Linked DNA regions of Gossypium hirsutum: region 2 is linked to region 1. A link is a contact called in public Hi-C data. All regions are on one chromosome and are shown on one strand. Each heading gives the region's core, a stretch centred on a gene start, on an enhancer-like site or on the middle of the called end of the contact. The rest is flanking DNA. Distances are from core to core; before and after follow the strand shown. Region 1 holds the start of LOC107909934 (protein CHROMATIN REMODELING 19). Region 2 holds the start of LOC121214711 (E3 ubiquitin protein ligase RIE1).

Region 1 (4,032 bases), core at 3-2,502:
CTAAATCAATAAAAAAGACCTAGAAATATACAGCCCAACAATGATGTCAAAAGATTAGAACAAGTACCTCCACCAATGCCCTTACTATGCAACAGAAGAAGAAAATTTACACCAACCAGTTGATATGGCTTGAGAACTGGCTGAAATTCCGGATCCACCACTGCACATGCTGCATCAATATCATTCTGCAAGAGTAAGAAATATTCCAATTTATAGACAAGTCTATTAGGAAACAACGAAGCTGATGTGGAAAAGACAACGCATATAATACATTCCCCAAATTTTGTCATGCAGTATATAAAAAATAACCGGCTCCCCTAAAATGAACATAAAAATGAAATTTAAAGCTATTGGTGATTTTCATTAAACTAAAGATTAGACAAAAATCATAATCACAAAATTCGCTAAATTTAGCTCCCTCAAACTTACTACAACCTTTTACAACTTCATAAAGCATTCTGATTATATATATATATAAGAATGCAAGTGATCACGGCCTTCCTTCCTCAATTTTCTCAGTAACCAAACAGAAAAATAGAATGCCTTAAGCTTTTTTAATACCTGTGTAACGATTCTCACTGAAGAAGCTTCTACTTCGGCGTATCGTTCGCAAGAAGCACCGGAACTCCCATACAGCTCCTTCCGTAGCTCCGCAGATATTTTCGCACACTTCTGCAACGCCTTCCCCACCACGTCATCCTCTTGCAATTGCTCTTCTTCACTCGACTCAATGTCATACAGCTCCTCAAAAGCATTCTCATTGCCGTCTTTTCCATCACCATCTTCTTCGTCGTCATCGTCTTCATCAACGATGAATCGACGCGCAAGGTTGACCGGCCCGGCATCCTCGGGCTCAACGTCGTCTTCCAAGTTGGAATCATCAGCCAAATGTTCGATTTCGACACAATCATCGCTGCTTTGGTCGGAAAAACTAGCCTGAGTTTGGGAATTGAAAGCGAAAGACTCAATTGGAGGAGGATTAGGGTTTTTCTTCAAAACACGAGAAGGCTTGAAAGAGTGGTTCTCCCATTCTTCGTCAGAGATTTCCTCGAAAACGCGCTTCATTTTAACTTTAATTTTAATCTGTTTTCCTTTTAATTTATTTTTATTTTGATTTGGGCGAGGAGAAGAGAAAATATAAGAGAGGAGAGCGCAGAGCTGGAAAAGGGCGGGGCGACAGTGAATAGAAACTGAGAAAGCGCGGGTCTTAAAATTGTTGGTTTTGGTTTTGGGAGTTCGCTTTGTTAATGGAAAAGTACTTTCGTAACTATAAGTAATGTTAAATAGATAAAAGTTGTCTGATTTTGGACTGCTGTGGCTTTATAGTGCGGAAATACGTTCAATTGTTAAAAATTAACCTGACATCATTTGACTATACTTGATGGAATTTTTTTCGTAATAAAATGTTCACTGAAATCAATAGATTTTTTTTAGTTAATTTTCTAAGGTTTAATATTTGTTTTTTAATTTTGTATCTATTTTTTTTATTTAATTGGTATATGAATTTATATTCTACTATTGAAGTTGATATGTTCGTACTAATATATTTAGTTTATATTGATGTGCTATTGATAACCAATTCAGTAGTGGCACCCGATAACCTCTTAATATGCCAAGTCAAAATCATAAATTAAAAATATATAAATTAATAAATAGAAGTATAATTTTTCACATCTAGAATGAATTAGGACACAAATTTGTCAAACTTCATTCTACATGTAATTTTTAATAAGTTTATATTTTTTATTTTTTTTATAAAATATCAGTTTTTAGGTTATTATTTAAAAATATAATTTTATAAAATATAAAAATTAAAAATATATAAAAAAATCCTATAATAATTTGAAAATGTATAAAAATTTATAATATAGAAATTAATAAAAATTAAAATTTTATAAAAATATATAAATAAATAAAAGAACTAAAAAGGAACATCTACAAGTTGTTTAGATGCATTTGAATCTAGACATTCTTAGTGTAATTTTTTATTTTTGATTAATTTATATATTCTAATTTTTTTTAAAATTATATATTTTTTAATTTCAAAATTATAACAATAACAATTGATACATCGCGAAGCTAATTAAAAATCTGACTAAAGCAAGTGCACCTATCAATTAATAGTATAGCTCTGGTGAGCAAAGATATTGTTCTCATGAAGACTAAAAGTACTAGTTTTTACCATCTTTCTATTATTTAACCGATAAATTTGAGTGGTTGATTAAAACTAAAATTAACTATATTAATTAACTACAAACGCGACAAAGAAAAAATCAGGAAAATAATCGATTAACAACCAAGAAGCAAAACAATACCCAAGAAAGAACCCACCTAGATTTCATCTGTCATTATCAATCTAAATTACGCAATTTCTTTACTTAGTATATTGATCCGTAAAAATCCCTAAATTATGTTAATATCTCTTTCGAGAGTAAGAGCAACTAACTCTATATTGATTAATTGAAATTTCTTTTTAATTAAAACCCCTATTATCGTATTAACTCAATTTATGGACTCCCCTATTAGATTTGACTCTAATCCGGTAGATTTATATCGTCCTATTTCTAGGATTGCATGCAACTGGACTCAATTATGCAAGATCTACTCTTAAACAGGGTTTATTCCTCCTCTGATTTAAGCACATCAAACATGGATCAATAATGTAGAAATTGAGAACAAAATCTAAGTATTCATTACGCAAAATAAAAATCAAGCGACAGAATTCATCATAGGGCTCATCTCCCTAAGTATTTAGAAAATTAGTTCATGCTTGCAAATAAAAACATCCTAGAGATAGTATAACCAAAAAAAAAATAAAGAAACTCATGATAATCTCCTAAGAAATCAACTAGAAGTCTTTAATCTTGACAGAAATCCGCTTCAATGGTGTTTTACAAGTTGTTTTCTTGAATATTCTACGGCAACGCTCTCATATCATCATATTTTTGTCATATATATGCCTTAAAATGCCCGAAAAACCTAAAAAAATGCGATTTCTCGTTTATGGTGCAACTTCGCGAAATCAACATGGCCTACTACATGACCGTATGGTCAGGCCATGTGGAAGGGGTCAGCCCATGTGGCTCTTGTAACTTGCTCCGATTTTCCGATTTTCACTTGTTTTTGGCTCCTTTTGCTCCCAAATGCTATCCTAAGTATAAAAACATGAATTTAAATGATTAGAAGCATAAAATTCACCATTAATATCGAATAATCTCCTAAAATAGAATTAAGAATGAGATTAAAACATGTTACTTTTAGCTATTATCAACAATAATATAAATAACCTAATATTTTATAATAAAAAATTAAAACCATATAAACTTACTAAAAATATATATGTAGATTGAATCTGGACAAATGTTAGTCTGGACTTAGATGTATCTAGGCATCAGTTTGTCCAGTTTCATTTTTGATGTGGAAAAAGTTATAATTTTATTTATTAAATTGTATATTTTTAAATATTTTAAAAATATATATTTTTCACGTAACATACTGAGAGGTTGTCACATGACATACTGAGAGATTGTCACATGTTACCACTAGATTGGCTATCAATGTCATGTCAGCACAAATTCATGATGTTAGTGCAGAGGTACCAATATAGGTGACAGAATACAAGTTCAGGTGCTAAATAGGCTTAGAAAAAAAAATAGCTACCAACGAAGTATTTTGGACAAATTCGAGGGGCAAATTACTTATTAACCCTTTTTTTAACTATCCTTAACTTTGTAGAGAACAAAAATGTAGAAGTTCTAAAATTGACATAATAAAAAATTTAGTTCTCAACATTTACACATTATATTAATTTTGTCATATGATTCTAAAAAAAATAATTTTAACAATTAGACATTGTCTCAATTTTATCTCGGAAATTATAATAATTTTAGTTATTTATTTTCTCCTATCTTCTTCCTTCTACTCGTATATTCTTCTTTTTTCTTACTCAATGATTTAAACTTCAAATTTCTTGAAAAGGCATCAAAGTTACAAGAATGAAAAGTACTATCTATGATACAAGCTTTGGAACAG
Region 2 (3,960 bases), core at 12-2,511, 680 kb before region 1:
ATGAACATTATCAATTTATTTTTTATATGTTTTATACTTGTTTTAACAAAAAACAAAAAATAAAAATATATAAATTTCGGTTTGGTTATTTTTTTTGAACAAATTTTGGTTTGATTAACGATTAAAGGATTAAAAAGTTTGGTTAATTCAATTAATATTAGTTTGGTTCAGTTAACAGTTTGAACACCCTTATATGTGATATGTCACGAGTGGTTGCCTATTTGCTCACTCAGCCACATCGTCACTTAACGATAGAAATGAAAGAAATTTTGAATAGAATAACTAGTTTACTTTTTCATCTAACATACAAGGTCTAATTTACTTATTTTTCAAATAGAAATGATAAAATGCAATACAACTCTTAACACACGATTCTTCATACTACTTTACTACAAAATCCTTGCAAAAACATATGTTCTATTAAAAAATATATATTTTTGAAAATATAGTTTAAAATATTAAAATATTTAATATTTGCGTAAAAATATATTGTGTAGAAAAACACAAAAGAGTTAATAAAGTAATAAAATCAAGAGTAAACTATATCAAGAGTCACTAAATTATTAGTAAATTTACATTTTGGTCATTTAATTTTAAAAAGTTACAAAATAGTCATTGAACTATTCGAAAGTTTTCTTTTAAGCTATTATGTTGTTAAAATCGCTATTATATGGTATTCTCTATTTCACTGCCTACACTAATCAAACGCTCTCTTTCCCTTATTTTCTACTTTTTTTTTTCATAAAATAGCTTTGAACGTCATAAATTTGTGAACCAAAATTTAAATAATTTTCTTTTTCAATCTCCTACACTGACCATCATATTGACTTGAATCTAAAGCATGTTTTTTTACTCGATGGGTATTGATCCATCGTACCGATCATCAAATCGTCGATTGAAGCTTACTAGGTGGACTTTAAAAACCAACCTTAACAATACAATGACTTAAATAAAAATTTTTTAAATAGTTTAGTGACTTAAACTGGAGCTTTTAAATAGTTTAGTGATCATTTTGTCATTTTTTAAAGTTAAGTGATAAAAATTATGATCTTATTAATAATTCAAAGAACTTGGTAGTAATTTACTCTAAAATCAATTAATATTTAAGGAGCGTAGTGAAGGTAAAGTACTATGTTTGAACTTCAAAAACCGTATTACAGCAATACAGAAACGCAGCGGTAATAAATATGGTTGGGTAAAGAAAAAGCCAAAAGGACTGATAAATATAAAAGAAATAAAGCGCGAAAGAAAGTGAAAAAAGAAAACATATTACATACATAACACACTGTTTTTATCTTTTCAGGAAACAAAAATAATAGAGCAAAGCAGAATCCGACAGAAAACAAAATAAAAATCAATAAAAGCATCTAATTGACAGTGAGGACGGCAGTTCCGTTCTAAACCGAAAACTCTTTAATCCAAACCAGACGTTCCCTTCTTTTTCTTATTTTCAACAAATATGGTTTTTATTCTTGCTAATGTTAATACTCCAATTATGTGTTTCTTCTCTTTGTGAGTTCTCCCCAGATTTCTGAAAACCCCGAAATCAAAAAGGTGTTTTCTTTTTGTTTGTTTGTTCACATCTTCATCCAAAGCAACCATGGCGGCGTCTGATCCTCACGCGCCTCTCCTTCGTCCGCGTCAACCTGATGGCTCGGCTGCTCGCCCTGTATCGTTGGCGCATTTATTGGGGCGAGCCACGGGACGGCGTGGCGCTTCCATGCTGGTTAGGGAGACAGCGGCACGTGAGTTGGAGGAGCGGAGGGCCGACTGGGGGTACTCGAAGCCCGTTGTGGCACTGGACATGCTGTGGAATACAGCGTTCGTGGTGGTGTCGGTAGTGATGTTGATAAGTACCGCGGATGAGACGCCCAATACTCCTATTAGATTATGGATCTGTGCTTATGCTTTGCAGTGCTTGCTTCATGTTGTTTTAGTGTGGTTGGAATACAGGCGAAGGAACAGTAGGAGAATATCCGTTACGGATGAGGAGAGAGGAGAAGCAGTTTCTGGGGATGTTAATGATAGTGAAGATGAAGAAGACAGCGGTCTTTTTGGTTCAAATGAATCAAGGTCAGTTTCTTTTAGTATAATTTGACTAAAAATTTGATGTGTGTGTGTGTGTGTGTGTGTGTGTGTTTAAGCTTAAAATGTTGATTTTTTTTTGTTTAATTTTAAATTTTAGTGTTTATTGTTCTTTAGTTGAATTGAGATGAGGATTCAGGCTTTCTTTAGAACAGATTTGTATTGGTGCATGAACTATTTATGTTCTGAAGTTAGAATTTTGATGGAAGTAGTGCTCATTTTCTGTGTTAAACTGGATGAGGATTTTAGTTCGATTTGGCGTTTTATTGGATTTTCAAGATGAATTAGATTAGGTTTTGAGGATTTAGGGGATTTGGGTCTATGGTTATTCTCAAGGAATTGGAAGGGCTTTGTTTTGGTGTTGACATTTATTTTGGCTATGGCACTGTTTTGTATGGTTTGCATGAATATAATTGGCTGAATTATCATTATCCTTTAGTCTCCCTTTCAAGAGGAGTGGAATGTCGAAACTTTGGGAATATTCTGGGCGGGGCGGATTAGGCTGCATTGTGTTTTTGTATACTTCCATGGTTCAAATACAAGAACTAGAATCATAGGCCATAGGACTAGCGTTGAGCTTTGAATGATGGTAGAATAATTTAAATTTAAGACACTTTTTGCCCCACGTTGTGCATGATAAGGAAGTTTTGGAGTTTGATGTGTCTTATCTTGTAACCAACCAATTACTGCAATATCTACTATTATAGGTAGTTTTGTTTTGATTATATCGATCAATGCAGTCGGCCAAAGCTATGAAATTGTTACCAAGCTATCATTTGAATGGATTTTTCTTGTATTGTACATCTAGATTTGCATTTATTTCCTATTGTAGAAACTTTAACTTGGGATGATCAACTTATTATTATTTTATTGATTTGATGATGTAATGGGCAGTATAACTAAACGATGTGAAACAGTGAATACCATGGCATCATTTCTTTGGTGGATAGTCGGCTTCTATTGGGTAGTTTCTGGTGGTGATATCCTTCTGCAGAATGCCCCGCGGTTGTACTGGTATGCTGTTAGCCAATCTATTTTTTAACAGCAAGCTTATTCAGTTTAGGGTTACATATTTGTGAATAACATATTGATTTCCGACCCCACGGAAACAAGAAATATGTAGAAGAGTTTCTACCTTTAATTGCCAAGTTATTGAAAAGTTGTACACCGGTTATTATCTCATTCTTTTATAATTAATCTATGGTGTTGTCTGCTTCAGACACAGTCACAATCAAGCTGTCACCATTAGAATATCTTTCTCTGTTTCTCAATCTGTTGCATAAAAAAAGAGTTTATATTTTAGTTAAGCCAAAGAAAGGAAATGGTAGAATGCTTTTACCTGTTAAGCATTTTGGATTTTCAAATACCGTTTTCCAAAAAGACTGTCTAGTGTTTTCTTGTCCTTTTTTTTTTTTTTTGCGGGTATGTTATATGGAAAAGCTTTAAAAGAAATTGAGATACACATTAACCCCTATTTCGAGTAAATTAGGTTTGTGGCATGGGTACCACCATGGTGTTTGCAAAGAGACTTGGATCTCAAATTTGTGACTTTTGCAGGTTGGCTGTGGTTTTTCTGGCATTTGATGTGTTCTTTGCAATCTTTTGTGTTGTTTTGGCGTGTTTGATTGGGATTGCTCTCTGCTGCTGCTTGCCTTGCATCATTGCAATTCTTTATGCTATTACGGAGCAGGTATGAAAAACTTATGTTATATTGACTGAAATCTAGAATGGATCTGCAGTAGCGCTTAACAGCATTTTCATTCTTGTGGTATTGATCAGGAAGGTGCATCGGAAGCAGATCTTAGTATCCTTCCAAAATATAAATTTCAGATTATAAACAACCGTGAGGAGCCTAGTTTGGGAGCTGGAAAAATG

What was found. Hi-C and Micro-C count contacts between places; a contact is called where the count stands out from the background.
Region 2: a contact with region 1 is called in a Hi-C map of leaf, with 1.9 times the contacts expected there. The contact joins the promoter of LOC121214711 here to the promoter of LOC107909934 in region 1. A contact is called at or near these places in 2 of 34 Hi-C or Micro-C datasets (both in leaf).

The regions. Positions count from the first base shown.
Region 1 is chrD02:51,473,104-51,477,135 of Gossypium_hirsutum_v2.1, reverse strand. LOC107909934 (protein CHROMATIN REMODELING 19) reads right to left here and starts at 1,252. Exons shown (of 12, transcript XM_016837644.2): 1 at 562-1,252; 2 at 68-185. The coding sequence starts at 1,065.
Region 2 is chrD02:52,156,567-52,160,526 of Gossypium_hirsutum_v2.1, reverse strand. LOC121214711 (E3 ubiquitin protein ligase RIE1) reads left to right here and starts at 1,261. Exons shown (of 5, transcript XM_041088775.1): 1 at 1,261-2,073; 2 at 2,980-3,099; 3 at 3,643-3,775; 4 at 3,865-3,960. The coding sequence starts at 1,601.